Linked DNA regions of Sus scrofa: regions 1 and 2 are each linked to region 3. Evidence: chromatin contacts called from public Hi-C data. All regions are on one chromosome and are shown on one strand. Each heading gives the region's core, a stretch centred on a gene start, on an enhancer-like site or on the middle of the called end of the contact. The rest is flanking DNA. Distances are from core to core; before and after follow the strand shown. Region 1 has its middle 300 kb from the start of BCOR. Region 2 overlaps LOC110257747 (a long non-coding RNA gene). Region 3 has its middle 150 kb from the start of BCOR.

The links. Hi-C and Micro-C count contacts between places; a contact is called where the count stands out from the background.
Region 1: a Hi-C map of epiblast stem cells shows a contact between it and region 3, with 2.2 times the contacts expected there. The contact joins two enhancer-like sites. A contact is called at or near these places in 2 of 47 Hi-C or Micro-C datasets (embryonic fibroblasts and epiblast stem cells) and 1 of 2 datasets of contacts at active chromatin or transcription factors (skeletal muscle).
Region 2: a contact with region 3 is called in a Hi-C map of retroperitoneal adipose tissue, with 1.7 times the contacts expected there. The contact joins two enhancer-like sites. A contact is called at or near these places in 2 of 47 Hi-C or Micro-C datasets (embryonic fibroblasts and retroperitoneal adipose tissue) and 1 of 2 datasets of contacts at active chromatin or transcription factors (skeletal muscle).

What each region holds. Positions count from the first base shown.
Region 1 is chrX:35,585,321-35,589,422 of Sscrofa11.1, forward strand. No RefSeq gene overlaps it. Among named protein-coding and RNA genes, the nearest start is that of BCOR, 300 kb to the right of the region's middle. Within about 2 kb of position 2,166, at least 5 of the 83 cell types and tissues checked have an H3K27ac peak or open chromatin away from gene starts, as enhancers often do. A contact at or near this core is called in epiblast stem cells and skeletal muscle, where this site is marked.
Region 2 is chrX:35,951,433-35,955,461 of Sscrofa11.1, forward strand. It overlaps LOC110257747 (a long non-coding RNA gene), which reads left to right. Exons shown (of 3, transcript XR_002340692.1): 2 at 2,364-2,460. Among named protein-coding and RNA genes, the nearest start is that of BCOR, 62 kb to the left of the region's middle. Within about 2 kb of position 2,234, at least 7 of the 83 cell types and tissues checked have an H3K27ac peak or open chromatin away from gene starts, as enhancers often do. A contact at or near this core is called in retroperitoneal adipose tissue, where this site is marked.
Region 3 is chrX:35,739,758-35,743,733 of Sscrofa11.1, forward strand. No RefSeq gene overlaps it. Among named protein-coding and RNA genes, the nearest start is that of BCOR, 150 kb to the right of the region's middle. Within about 2 kb of position 1,729, at least 48 of the 83 cell types and tissues checked have an H3K27ac peak or open chromatin away from gene starts, as enhancers often do. A contact at or near this core is called in epiblast stem cells, retroperitoneal adipose tissue and skeletal muscle, where this site is marked.

The DNA of each region.
Region 1 (4,102 bases), core at 916-3,415, 150 kb before region 3:
ACACTGTGGCGAGGGTGAGGGAGGTGCCTGACAGGAAGGAGGTATCACCTTGGTAGTGAGGGGGCGGAGGTCACAGAATGCTGGCAAGACGGATGCGTGCCTGTAGGTTCCTGGGAGCAGGTCAAATCATGGTCCCATAGACCCTCTCTCCAAAGTGCAGAAGCCATGTGAGTGAAAGAATTTTAATTTTTTCCTTCCCTGGACCTCCCCTGCCCCCACTCCACCAGATGCCAATCCCGGGGGAAGGAGGAGGAACCAAAGGGGATTTTTTTTTTTTCCGCACCCACGATGTATGGAAGTTCCCAGGCTAGGGATGCTGAGTCATCCTGTGCTGACCCTGCAGCACACTCCAGATGGCCCAGGGGCTGGGACCCAGCCCGTTTTGCATGATGACTCAGCAAACGCTGCCCCCACCTGTTCAGTTGGTTTATTGCAAGTTCATTGGTCTCCCCACCCCCCACCCCCGCCCAACTCTGTCACACGCCTTATTTATTCCTCTAGATCAGGGACATAGTGTTTTCCTGCTCTTTCGCGAGATAACGAAAAAAATCTCTGCCTCCCGATTCTTACTTAGAGATCGAGGGAGGGAGACAAGCGATGTCACCCTGGCGCTGGGGGACAGTTGGAGGCTCCCTCCCCTGGGCTGTCCCACAGAGGCTGGGAAGGATGAACTGCCACCTTTTCCTTCTGGGTCGGGCTGGGAAGGCTGCAGGCCTCCTGCTGTCCCCTGTGGGCTCCATGCTTTCTCACGGCCAGGGGACTCAGCCATTGTTAAATTGGGGAGGGGCACGTAGGTACAGGGTGGGGGGCAGTAGAGGGCCCTGATCCATCACCCTGGCTTTGAAGCGCTAAATAGGAGCTCCTCTCCCGGCCTCCCTTCTCCAGGTTCAGAAACCTGGACAAATAACTCTCCGCCTCCCAGAGCTGATGCCCAGATCCGGATGGAGGGGGAGGAGAGAGTGGGCTGCGGGAGGGAGGGGGTGGCAATGCCGCTGCCGCCACCGCCCCCTGCGTATAAAACTCCCTTTGTATGCAGGTCGCCGGCTGCTCCCCATGCCAGGTGCAGCTGCCAGGATTCTCAATGCGGTTTGAACACAATTTGCCAGTGTTGGTTCAGCTCCGCTGGCTTCCAGTTGGGGGGCCATATGCTGCCTTTAATCTGCCTGTGTGATTCTCACCGATGTCAATAGGCGCGGGCGGGTGGGTGGCTCCAATGGCCCGAGAGCCGCCGGGGCTGGGGTGGCGCTCCCACTGCTGCCAGGCGGCCCAGCTCCCCACGCCACCGAGGACCACCGGCGGGTCTTCTCGGGAGGCCGTGGCGCTGGGCAGTGGGGACAGGCGGGGCCGGCCGCTGGCAGCTGCCCCTGTGTTTGGCTATGGCGCGTGGGAGCCTCTCTGGTCGGCCATCCCCAGAGCCATCATTGGCCTTCCCCTCCGCAGAGATCCCTGCCAAGGAAGTCGGCCAGGGAGGTGCCAGCGCTCCGTCCAGACTTCACATTTCCCTCATTCTTTCTTTAATTGGATTTTTGGTCCTGCTGGGCAAAATAAGCTTTCCACTGGCAAAGCACTCTTGCCTCTTCTGAACGCACGATGGTGCCCAGCGGTTCTAGGCAGAGCGTCGCCTTCCTCCCCCACCACCGCATTTCATTTCATTCCTTGTCTCCAGGGACGCGAGAGCGTGGTGGGCGCACACGTGAGTGCACTCGCACACACACCACTCCCTGCACGCATGCACGCACACACACCACACGCACACACACCACATACACACTCTGCCAGGCCCAGGCTCCCTGCAAGAACTTGATTTTGAGGCCTTCTTTGAAAACAGTGATTCTCACTAACCAGGGAAAGACCCCTGCTCTGAACGACCCGGCATCTGGTGTTCTGAGCTGGGACCCAGGGCCAGCTGCACCCTCAGCGGGCTGTGCTGCCTCCTCCCTGGTAGTTAAACCTCCCTTCCCTGAAGCCCTTAAGTCCCAGTGTTATGACCCAGCCACAGATCAAAGTGCCAAGAAGCCATCTCGCTTCCCGGACCACCAGGCGAGCAAACTTAGCTTGTGGGGGTGGGGTGGGGGGCTGAGGGAGGAGCGGGCAGGCAAGCTGGAGTCTGCTGGAGAAGTGGCATTTCACTAGCAACAGGGGACATGTGGACACCCTGAGACTTGGACTGAAAAGAGGGGGAGGAGAGAGAGAAAGCCGGGAGGAGGCGAGGAGGAAGAGGAGGAGGAGGCAGGGGAGAGGAGACTGGGAGGAGGGGGAGGGAAGAGAAGCTGAAGCGAGGAAGGGGAGGGGAGGAAAAAGAGGAGGGGGAAGGGGGAGGAGGGGGGAGAGGAAGGGGAGGAGGAGAGGGGGAGAGGGAGTGAGAAGGAGGAGAGATGGGGAGGAGGGGGAGGGGAGGGGAGGAGGGGGGAGGGAGGGGAGGAGGGGGGACGGGGCAGAGGAAGAAGCAGGGGAAGAAGAGGAAACGGAGGGGAGAACAGGAAAGGGAGGAGGGAGAGGAAGAAGAGGGGAGGAAGGGAGGGAAAAGCCATCTCCCACCCGCACCCTCATCTGTCTTTAAAAGAGATGCGTTGTAAACGGTGGCGGCTCTGAGGGCCCGATGGGCTAACCCCCCACCCCCACCCCGGACCTGGGTTTAGCATATTAAGGAAATTCAGCCTGCGGGATCCTCACTCCCACACCCTCCTGGAGCCTAGCAATCTTCCACCCTGGGCTCCGGAGGCCCCGAATCTCCCTGCGGCTGGACACCTCCAAGGACCACCTTAAGCAGCCCTCGCCCGGGGCTTGCGAGGCACCCATTAAAATACACTGGGCTCAGCCCCTACTGCGGGCCCCCAGAAAGCTGCTGACCGTCAAATACATCCACAATATTTCAGAGTCCCTGTTAACAAGCGCCCATTAAAATTTGACAACCAGGTAGTATCGCAGAAAGCGCTCATTTTGAAAAAGAAAAAGAAAAAAAAAAAAAAAACTTGAGCGCTTTCTGCTGGTTCAGCAAGACAAAGCCGGTTTACCTGTCCCTGGCATTTTAAGCCTGGAGCACGGAGGCCTTAGCTCCTGGGTGCTGCCTGGTTAATGGAATGCGGGGTGTTTATTTGCCAGGCCACATCTGAACCCGGCTTGTTAATGAGCCTGCTGTTGTAAGCTCACTGTCAGTCAGCCTGCCTTTTTTTAATCAAAAGATAAAACAGTCGGTTATCAAGGATTAATGACTCTTACAGCATCCATATGAGGCTCGTATTTATCTTTTGAAAGAAAACGGAAGGAAGAAAAATGATGAGATTTTGTTTCAGTAAGCAGTTTAAATCTGCTCTGGTAAGTTGAATTCATTCATTCATTAATTCAGTCATGTGTCTGGGAGAAGCCAGCGGGAGCCCCTTCCATCATAAGAACTTCTGACTGTGAAATAAACCCCGAGTAACCAGATTAACTATGAAGTATGTCTCCGTCAGGTTTTAGGCATTAGTTCAAGTGTAGTTTCTGGGCGTTCCGGCTTATTGTAGCGAGTTGCCGATTCTGGGATTCTAGGCAGCGCTTCAGGAGAAAGAGGCTCTGTTCCCCCTCTAGGGCTTCAAAATAGATCTCGTGTGTGCAGTGACATGATTGTGCGCTGTTGATTTCACCGAAAATATCAATATTTTAAATAGATTCCCATATGATTCATATATTTTTGCATAGCATAGAGCGTGTAAATATCTCTCCACGTCTGAAGTCACAGAGGCGTATGTGCGGGCACGGGCATGCGCACACACACGCTCACAAGCGCGCACACTGGTATCACACATCCGTGCATGTGACTGTGCAGAGAATACAGCTCCCAGAATACTCATTTAAACGGTTAGGGGGTCTTTGTTTGCAAATAGTACGATACTGGGATCTTTTATTTAGTAACCCAAGATATAGTTTGGCCAAAATAAAATAAAATAAAAATTGGCTTTGCTCTCATCTAAAGTGGCCCTACCGTTTTCGAAGTTGGCTGTCTCCAGATTATTTCTTTGTATTCCTGGTCCTCTCTGAGTGTCTATGTGCTCTGGGGGATGAAAGCAATAACTTCCATGAGGATCCTTGAAATCACAAACCAGAAATGTCAAGGTGCTCCTTC
Region 2 (4,029 bases), core at 984-3,483, 210 kb after region 3:
CCAAGGGTAACGTATGTAGAAACTGCTCTGGGAGTGGAAAAAGTTCTTTTTGGCTCCATATTTAGCAGAACCCAGCAAGGGACAAAACAGGGGATTGCCACCTGAGCACAGGGCATGACTCATCCCTTTTCTGGCACCAGATGACGGAGGTGCTGGGTGTACCCGAGAGTTGGTGCTGATGAGCATGGGTTTATTCCTATAATCACAACTGCATTTATTGAGTGCCCAGTGTATGCCAGGAATTGTGCTGAGCACTGTATAAGCGCCACCTCACCACCTATCATTCACACTCAGCCTGCAAGGTAGGGCTTTTGCTCTAAGTGATGGGGTCCAGTGTGAACCAGGTGGCGTGTGTGAGCCAGGCCTTGGAACTGTACTTCCAGCCCAGGGCTTCCTGCTCTCCCAGGACAGGCAGGGATGGCCCTCCATTCTGGCAACTTGGCCAGCCCAGTCTTGCAATGCCTTGGGCTCGGGGTCTCCAGTCCACAGGAGGACTGGAAGCAGCTCTAGGTACTAACAGGGCAGGCTCCAGGCTCACGGATCCTGCCCCCTTCTGCTAGGCCTCACGGGCCCGGCCCCTTTTGCTTTGGGATTGGGGCCGCTCCTGTTCCATCTCTACCCTGAGTGAAGACTTGGTTGTCCGGAGACACTGCTAATACTCCAGGTGTGAACCAATAATGAAGGTGCTGCATGAGCAGAGTTTTAAGGTGTCACTTTTCCAGGCCACACACATTCATTGAAAAGTGGCACAGGGAGTTCCCCTTGTGGCTCAGCATTAACCAACCCGACTAGTATCCATGAGGATGTGGGTTCAATCCCTGGCCTTGCTCAGTGGGTTAAGGATCCAGCATTGCAGGAGCCGTGGTGTAGGTTGCAGACGTGGCTTGGATCTAGTGTGGCTGTGGCTGTGGCTCCGCTTTGACCCGCTAGCCTGGGAACTTCCATATGCTGCAGGTGTGGCCCTAAAAAGACAAAAGACAAAAAGAAAAAAAAAAAAAAAAAAGAAAAGAAAAGCAGCACAGATAATGTAGTTTATTTTCTGATTCTAAAAGCAGTTGTGCCTTTTGTAGAGAAGTTGGAGATAAGGAAAGATACAAAGAAGAAATAAACCTTATCTTACCAGCTGGCGATAATATTATCAACATTTTCAGATAGTTCTTGCCACTCATTTTTGTATACTTATGAAAATATACACATATATATAAAATTTCAAATATATGTAATTTTTAGGCAAAGTTGAGATTATTCTAGCAGTATACTTTTATTATTTTATTTATTTATTTATTTTTATGGCTGCGCCTGCCGCATATGGAAATTCCCAGGCCAGGGATTGAATCTGCGCTGCAGTTGTGACCTACACCACAGCTGTGGCAATACCAGATCCTTTAACCCAGTGCGCCAGGCTGGGGATCGAACCCACATCCCTGCAGCCACCCAAGCTACTGTGGTCAGATTCTTTTTGTGTGTGTGTCTTTTTAGGGCCGCACTGGTGGCATATGGAGGTTCCCAGGCTAGGGGTCGAATCAGAGCTACAGCGGCCGGCCACAGCCACAGCAGTGCAGGAACCGAGCTGCACCTGCGACCTACACCACAGCTCATGGCCACGCTGGATCCTTAACCCACGGAGTGAGGCCAGAGATCGAACCTGCAACCTCATGGATCTCAGTTGGATTCATTTCCACAGCACCACAATGGGAACCCCTGTGGTCAGATTCTTAACACACTGCACCACAGCAGGAACCCCTAGCAATATACTTTAAGATCAGGTGTTTTTGCACCTCGCATGCTGTGTGAGTGGTGCCGAAAAGGACCCGGTGAAGGCCAGATGGGCAAGGGGTGGGAGGAATCGAGGAAAGGGGAGGGCATGGGGATTTTTCAGCTGGGGGTTCCCTAACCCCCCAGGACAAGGTTGTTCCTGGGCCTCTGGGGTGGAGAGTGATGCTGTCAGCTTGGGGTGAGGGCGAAGAAGTGTCCCACTGTCATCCTCTTTGGCATCACTCAGCAGTTCTTAGGCGGATGGGAGCTTCCCAGCAGAGGCTGCTTGGGCCAGCGGGGCCCTCTGCTCGTGCCCCACCCCACTGTGAGCCAGATCCCCGCAGCTGCCCCCTCCCCTGTGGTTTTGTGTGTGTGTGTGTGTGTGTGTGTCAAGGGGGGCTGTCTCTCAGAGGGACCGATGGGCCGGCTTCTGGCTTCTCGAGGCCCTCCAGCGATGGGGGCAGGGCCCTTGTGGCCCGGGTGCTTCCTGCTTCTTGAGAAACAAGCTGCCTTTTGGCTGCGACTGTGATGCCGCTGACTCCCCAATAGCTGTTTTCCTAGAAGTGAAAGTGGATTTGCTCTGAGTTCCGTCGTCCCTTGTGACCCAGGGCTCACTGAGGAAGCAGCGCCAAGGGCACAGGACTGACCACCGAAAGGAGCCCCGCCAACCCGTCCTCAAGGGCACTTGGACTTGATGCTGGCCTTGTGAGTATGCCCCCGTGTCCCTCCTCCAACATCCTGACAGAGACAAAGTTCTTGAAATACAGGAAGGGTTGGTGCCTTCCTAGAAGGTCATTCATTCCCTGGTGCCAGGGAAGTCCTGCTGGGCCGTAGTGATGAGAACGAGGGAGACCTGGGTTGGGGCCCCAGCTCCTTGAGCAAATGACTTAACCCCTCTGAGTTTAGCCTCCTTGCTTGGAAAAGAGGCCTAACAGCGCTTGCTTACTTCACAGAGATAGGTGCTCTGCAGATGAGATGCTGTAAATGACGTACGCGTGGCATCTATGACAGTGCCTGAAACACAGCAGGTGCTCAGTAAATGCTCATCCTAAATTTTCTCATAGCTTTTGGCAACAAATATTATCACCCCATTTTGGCAACAAATATTATAAACTTCCTAGCGTGAGGCTTAGAAAGGTTAATGGTATTTCAGTTATTTATTACAGCGTAACAACCCTCCCAAACTTTAGTGAATGAATGAGAATGTCTCACGATTCTGTGGATGAAGTGGGTGGTTCCTGGGCGGGGAGCTCTCCTGTGACTACAGTCAGTTGGCAGCTAGATTGGGCTGAGAGGTCAAAGAGGACAGCTCCATGCCTGGGGTCTTGGTGCTGGCTGTTAGCTGGGCTGCCTCAGTTCTCTTCCTAGCTCTCACGAGGCTAGCTTGGGCTTTCCCGAGCTTGGCAATTGCCTTCCAGGAGGGAGTGTTCCAAGAGGAAAAGCCTCAGCACGCAAGCACTTGGCAAGCCTTTGCTTTATATCATGCTTGGCAATGTCCTTATGGGCCGGAGAAAGTCAGAGGCCCAAACCCAGAGTCGACGTGGGAGGTACCACGAGGGCACACGTATTGGGAAGCATGGCTTACTGGGGACGCTCATGGAACAGTCTACAAAAAAATAAAGGCTTGTCTAGGGTCCCATGGCTGTTGAATGGCATAGGTGGGATTTGAACCAGGTCTGTCTGACTCCAAAATCCATGCTTCTCCCGCAAAGCATGGCTGAGCCACGTTTGTGCCCCGCCATCACAGTCCGATAGCGAGCTTATTTTCCATCTTGTCCCTAGCTCGCCCCTGCCCTGGCGCTGCACGATGTCCTTGAGTGTCTTCTGCAAAAAGGGGAGAAAAGCAGCCTTCTTCTTCTGGGCCCCTTCTGCTCTTCTCCCCTCCACGCCGACGACAGAGAGCTGTTCCTCCTTCCTTCTGCGTTCTAGCTGGGACAACGATGGCCCTGTCACTCGTGGCCTCTCCCACCACAGCAGCGTCCTGGGTCTGCTGGCCTCAGAGCACACATACCTTTCTGGACCTGGGTTCTATTTCCAGGGTCCCCTTACTCGGAAAGCAGGGGTCAGGGAAACAAAGACAATAGCGCGGAGACAAGGCCAAGTTTACAGCCTATCATCATCTCGGTGGACCTCCACTCTCGGCACTGGCTGGGCCATCCCCTGTGATAGGCCCCCTACCCTCAGCCCTGTCTACACGCAGACAGATGCGGATGTGAGCTGGTCCCGCAGGGATGACTGTGGGAACCCGGCCCCTCCTGGCTTCTGCCTGCCTTG
Region 3 (3,976 bases), core at 479-2,978:
AGGAGGCCTGGCCCCCGACTTCGCGGCGTGGTCGCCAAGGTCGAGTGAAACGGCGCCCCTTTGGTGGAGGGCAGTGTTGGGACCCGTGACGGCCTCTGCGTCACGTCTCCTATCTCGTCCTCTGGGCTCCCTTGCGGAGCCGCCCACCCTCCAGGGGAGTTCCGACGGGAGCGTTGGCCTCAGCTCTGGCGCGGGGCGGTGGTTTCCCCGCGCCCCGTGACCTTGAGGGTCAGTGATCCACCCGGGAGGCTCGCGGTTTCCGGAGTGGTGCAGCCAGCCCTTCCTCCCCGCCTCTCCGGCCAAGGCCGCCCCCGGCCGCCCAGCCGTGTCCCGCTCAGCCGGCCAGCTCTCGGCCCCAGGCGGAGGCGTGAGGGTGAAAGCACCGAGGGCCTCGCCCACGCCCTGCGGACACGCGCGCCTCCGGGGCCTGCGTTGGCGCTCCAGCAGCCGGCAATTACCAAATCGTCGCGGGGCAGGGTTGGGGGCGAGGATTCGGGAATGGGGTTTGAGCGGGAGAAGGCGAGGAAAACAAGTGAAATGGGAGCGGCAGGGAGAAGGGACGGCTTATAAATCACCCAGCCCCACCCTCGAGCCACACCACAGAGGCGCCCCAAGCCCGCAAGGGATGGAGGGTCACTCGGCCACTCCTGGCCGACCTCTGAGCTCTCCCCGAGCCAGCGCCCCACCCGGGGCTCAGGCCGCGCTAGGACCAGCTCCCGGCCGGGATCGTAAACCACCCGCCGGATTCGGCGGGAAGCCACCCTTGGACGCAGCGCGCATCCGCCCAAGGGGAAGTTTATTTATAGCTTGTAAACGTAAAGGAAACCAGACCGCGCTGGCTCGCCGCGCTCGGGCTCCTACGCTCCCCACCTGCCCACCAGGGAGGGCGCGACGGGAGGCGAGTGGGGTGTCTCGGTTCCTTCCCTGCCCCCCATCCCCACCCCCGCTCCGCTCCCAGGGGAGAAAAGGGTAGGGTCCTAAGAGGCTGGCAAGTCTTAATTCCTCTCCAGGCGCCTATCCAGTGCCGTGAAGGCCGGAGAGGGCGGAGGACAGGGCCCAGGCCCCGGCCTGGGGAGGGTGGGGGCGGCCGAGCTGTCCCACTTGGCACGCACCTGCGGGCAGGCCCGTCAGTGCGGCGTGGGGTTCCGCAGCTCCCGCTCCGGGGCCGGGGAAGTCCTGGAGAGCCCGGGATGTGGGCGCTCCGGGAGCCTCTCCTAGGGAGGCGGGACGTTTCCCCGGTTCCTCCCGAGCACGTGTCCTCAGCAGAGCAGGCAAGCGCTGCGCGCCTGGGGCTGCGATCCCCGGGCGACAGCGGCCGAGAGCGCTCCCTCCCTAACCCCCAACCCCCGCCGTCGCCGCCTTTCTCGGGGAGCTCCAGGTTCTGGGGTGCGCTCGGGGCAGGCCCGAGGAACCGGAGAAAAGGAGAAGTGCCGGGGAGGCGATTAGGGAGAGAAGACATTTAAAAGCCTAGCCCTGAATAGACAAGCAGCCGAGCTGAAAAAGACGCCTGCGAGCCCCTCTCCCAACCCCCATCCTCCGCCCCAGTGGCCTCTCCCAGTCCCGGCGGAGCGCACCCACCCCTGGCCGCGGCCCGGGCGAATTCCAGGGTGTGTGTGTGTGTGTATGTGTGCGCGCGCGCGTGTTGCGAGGCTGTGTGTGTGTGTGTGTGTGTGTACGCGCGAGCGCCGGGCGGGCAGTTGCGAAACGGGCTCTTGGCTGCAGCGCGGCATAATGGAGGTGGCTGGAACAATGCGCGCTTTGTGCGCGCGGGGAGTTGTTTTCCATCCGCCTCGCCCCCCTCGCTCGAGCCGTATGGCACTTTAATCCCCGCCACGGCTCGGCACAAATGCACTTGTGTCCTGCAGGTCACTGGGGGCCGTGTGGCTGGAGCCGACCCCCTCCATCCGCGGACCTCACCGCCGGCTGCCCCATCTTTCTTCTTGTGTACCACTCCCCCCGCTTCCCCCGCCCCAGCACCACCACCTCAATTCCCGGCGTGGGCCAGTGAGCCGGCTTGGAAGCTTCCGGGCCCGCGAGTCACTTTTTGTCCTCCGTGGAGACGGCGCATTCCCCCGACCCCCACCCTCACCCTTCGCGAGCTCAGACAAACACACACCCAGGCCGACCGCAGGCCCCACACTCGCCGCCCTCCCTCTCGCTGTCTCGGCCCGCCCGCCCCCGCCCCGTGCTCCGGACTCCTGCGAACAATAGTAAATGTCAACAGATTCCGCGCGGCGAGTGTCTGACTCGGCCGAGATAAGGGTGCGCGGTTGGCCCCGCGCTCCGCGCCGCCGCGGGGGGAGCGCGCCCTGACCCCGGCAGGAAAGAACCGGCTATGACGACGAAACCGGTGCCGGAGGGGGGGGTGGATCGGAGGGGAGGCCATCAGCCGCAGCCCCGTAGGGGAGTCTCGCCCGGAGCCCAGGCCCCGCCCCGCCTCCACGCGCCTTAACCCGGTGCTCATGCGGGGCCCGTGGGCACAGTGAGAGCTGCCCGGCCGACGTGGCGCTCCGGCCTGCTTTCAGATCACCCTTCCACTGCCCTGCGGATGCCGGAAAAACGCTGATCCCGGCCAGGACGCAGGCAGTTTTCGACCTACTGGGAGCCGGCACCCGAAAGATGCGAAGGATTCGAGTGCTCGTCTTCGGAAACTCATTACAATATTTTTTTAAGCGCGCACACACTCTCGCACGTCCTCCTCCTCGATCGTCCGCAACCCACCACCCAGCCGAGTTAAAATTCGCAAATTGATTCTCACGCGTTGGTATTAATGGGTTGTTCCTCTTAAATTGTTGCCAACTTTGCTAATGGATTATTATTTAAATGATTTCTTTTTTATAAAGTACGTGTTGTTTTATAGATGCGTATTTACTTAAAGAAATCAACTGCATCTATTAACATATTAAAGAGAGAATAAAGCATCAGGGCCGGTGTAATGTACTGTTCAGCCTTACTTTGGGTGCTCACGAAGATAGGAAAATCTTATTTGTTTAATAATAAGTCACTCATGAATATGCAAATGACATCGGTGCAGTACCTCACTTCTGTCACTATTAATGAGTTGCAAATTAATGTGACAACAAAAGGAAAATCTATTTAGTGGAGGAACTCGGGTTCCTACCTGGGGAGATCACAAGCAGGCCTGGAACCTGGGTCTCCAGGAAGGCCAGGAGTGAGGGTGGACACGTCCCTTCCGCATCCAGGCTTTTCCTGGAGACCACTATTGTTTGGTCTCAGGGACCTGCTTTGTCAGGAGCCCCTTAAAATTCCTGAAAGGCTGTTCCAGGGTACTTAGGGCCAAGTGTGATTAATGGAAATCAGCCCACAGTTGGAAGTAAAGCAGTTGGTGAAGCAGATTTGGGGAGGGGGGCAGGACTCTCCCCCACCCAGCTTAAAGATTCCCCAAAGCCTTTTTGGCCTCTGTTGCTTTGGCCGGAGTTAGGACTGCAAGTACCAAAGCAGGCCTCACAGGCCTGACCGCAGGTATTAAGACGGCACCCTGTGCGCTTGCTTTTTATGAGGTGACGCTGCTGATGGGAGGTTTGAGAGCAGATCAGCTCATTTTCTTGCCGACCTACATCCCAGAGGTTACAGACTGAAATCTGGTTGCCTTCCATTCGAGCCTTTGCTCTTTTCTGGCCTGTTTTTATTCCATCGATGGAGGCTGAAGAGGATGTTTCCAAGCCAGTTAAGTTTGGAAATGTCTCTGAGAAAAAAAGCATAAATGCTGAGCTGCCCAGAACTGTGGGGTAAGAGTTCAGGTGCCTGGGTAGTATTTCAAGAAACTGTTTGACTAAGGAACCTTCTGGGGAAATGCAGATACTCTGGTTGGTTGGTTGGTTGGTTGGTTGGTTTTTTGTTTGGGTTTTTTTTTTTGGTTTTTTTTTTTTTTGTCTTTTTGTCTTCTCTAGGTCCGCACCTGCAGCATATGGAGGTTCCCAGGCTAGGGGTCTCATCGGAGCTGTAGCCGCAGGCC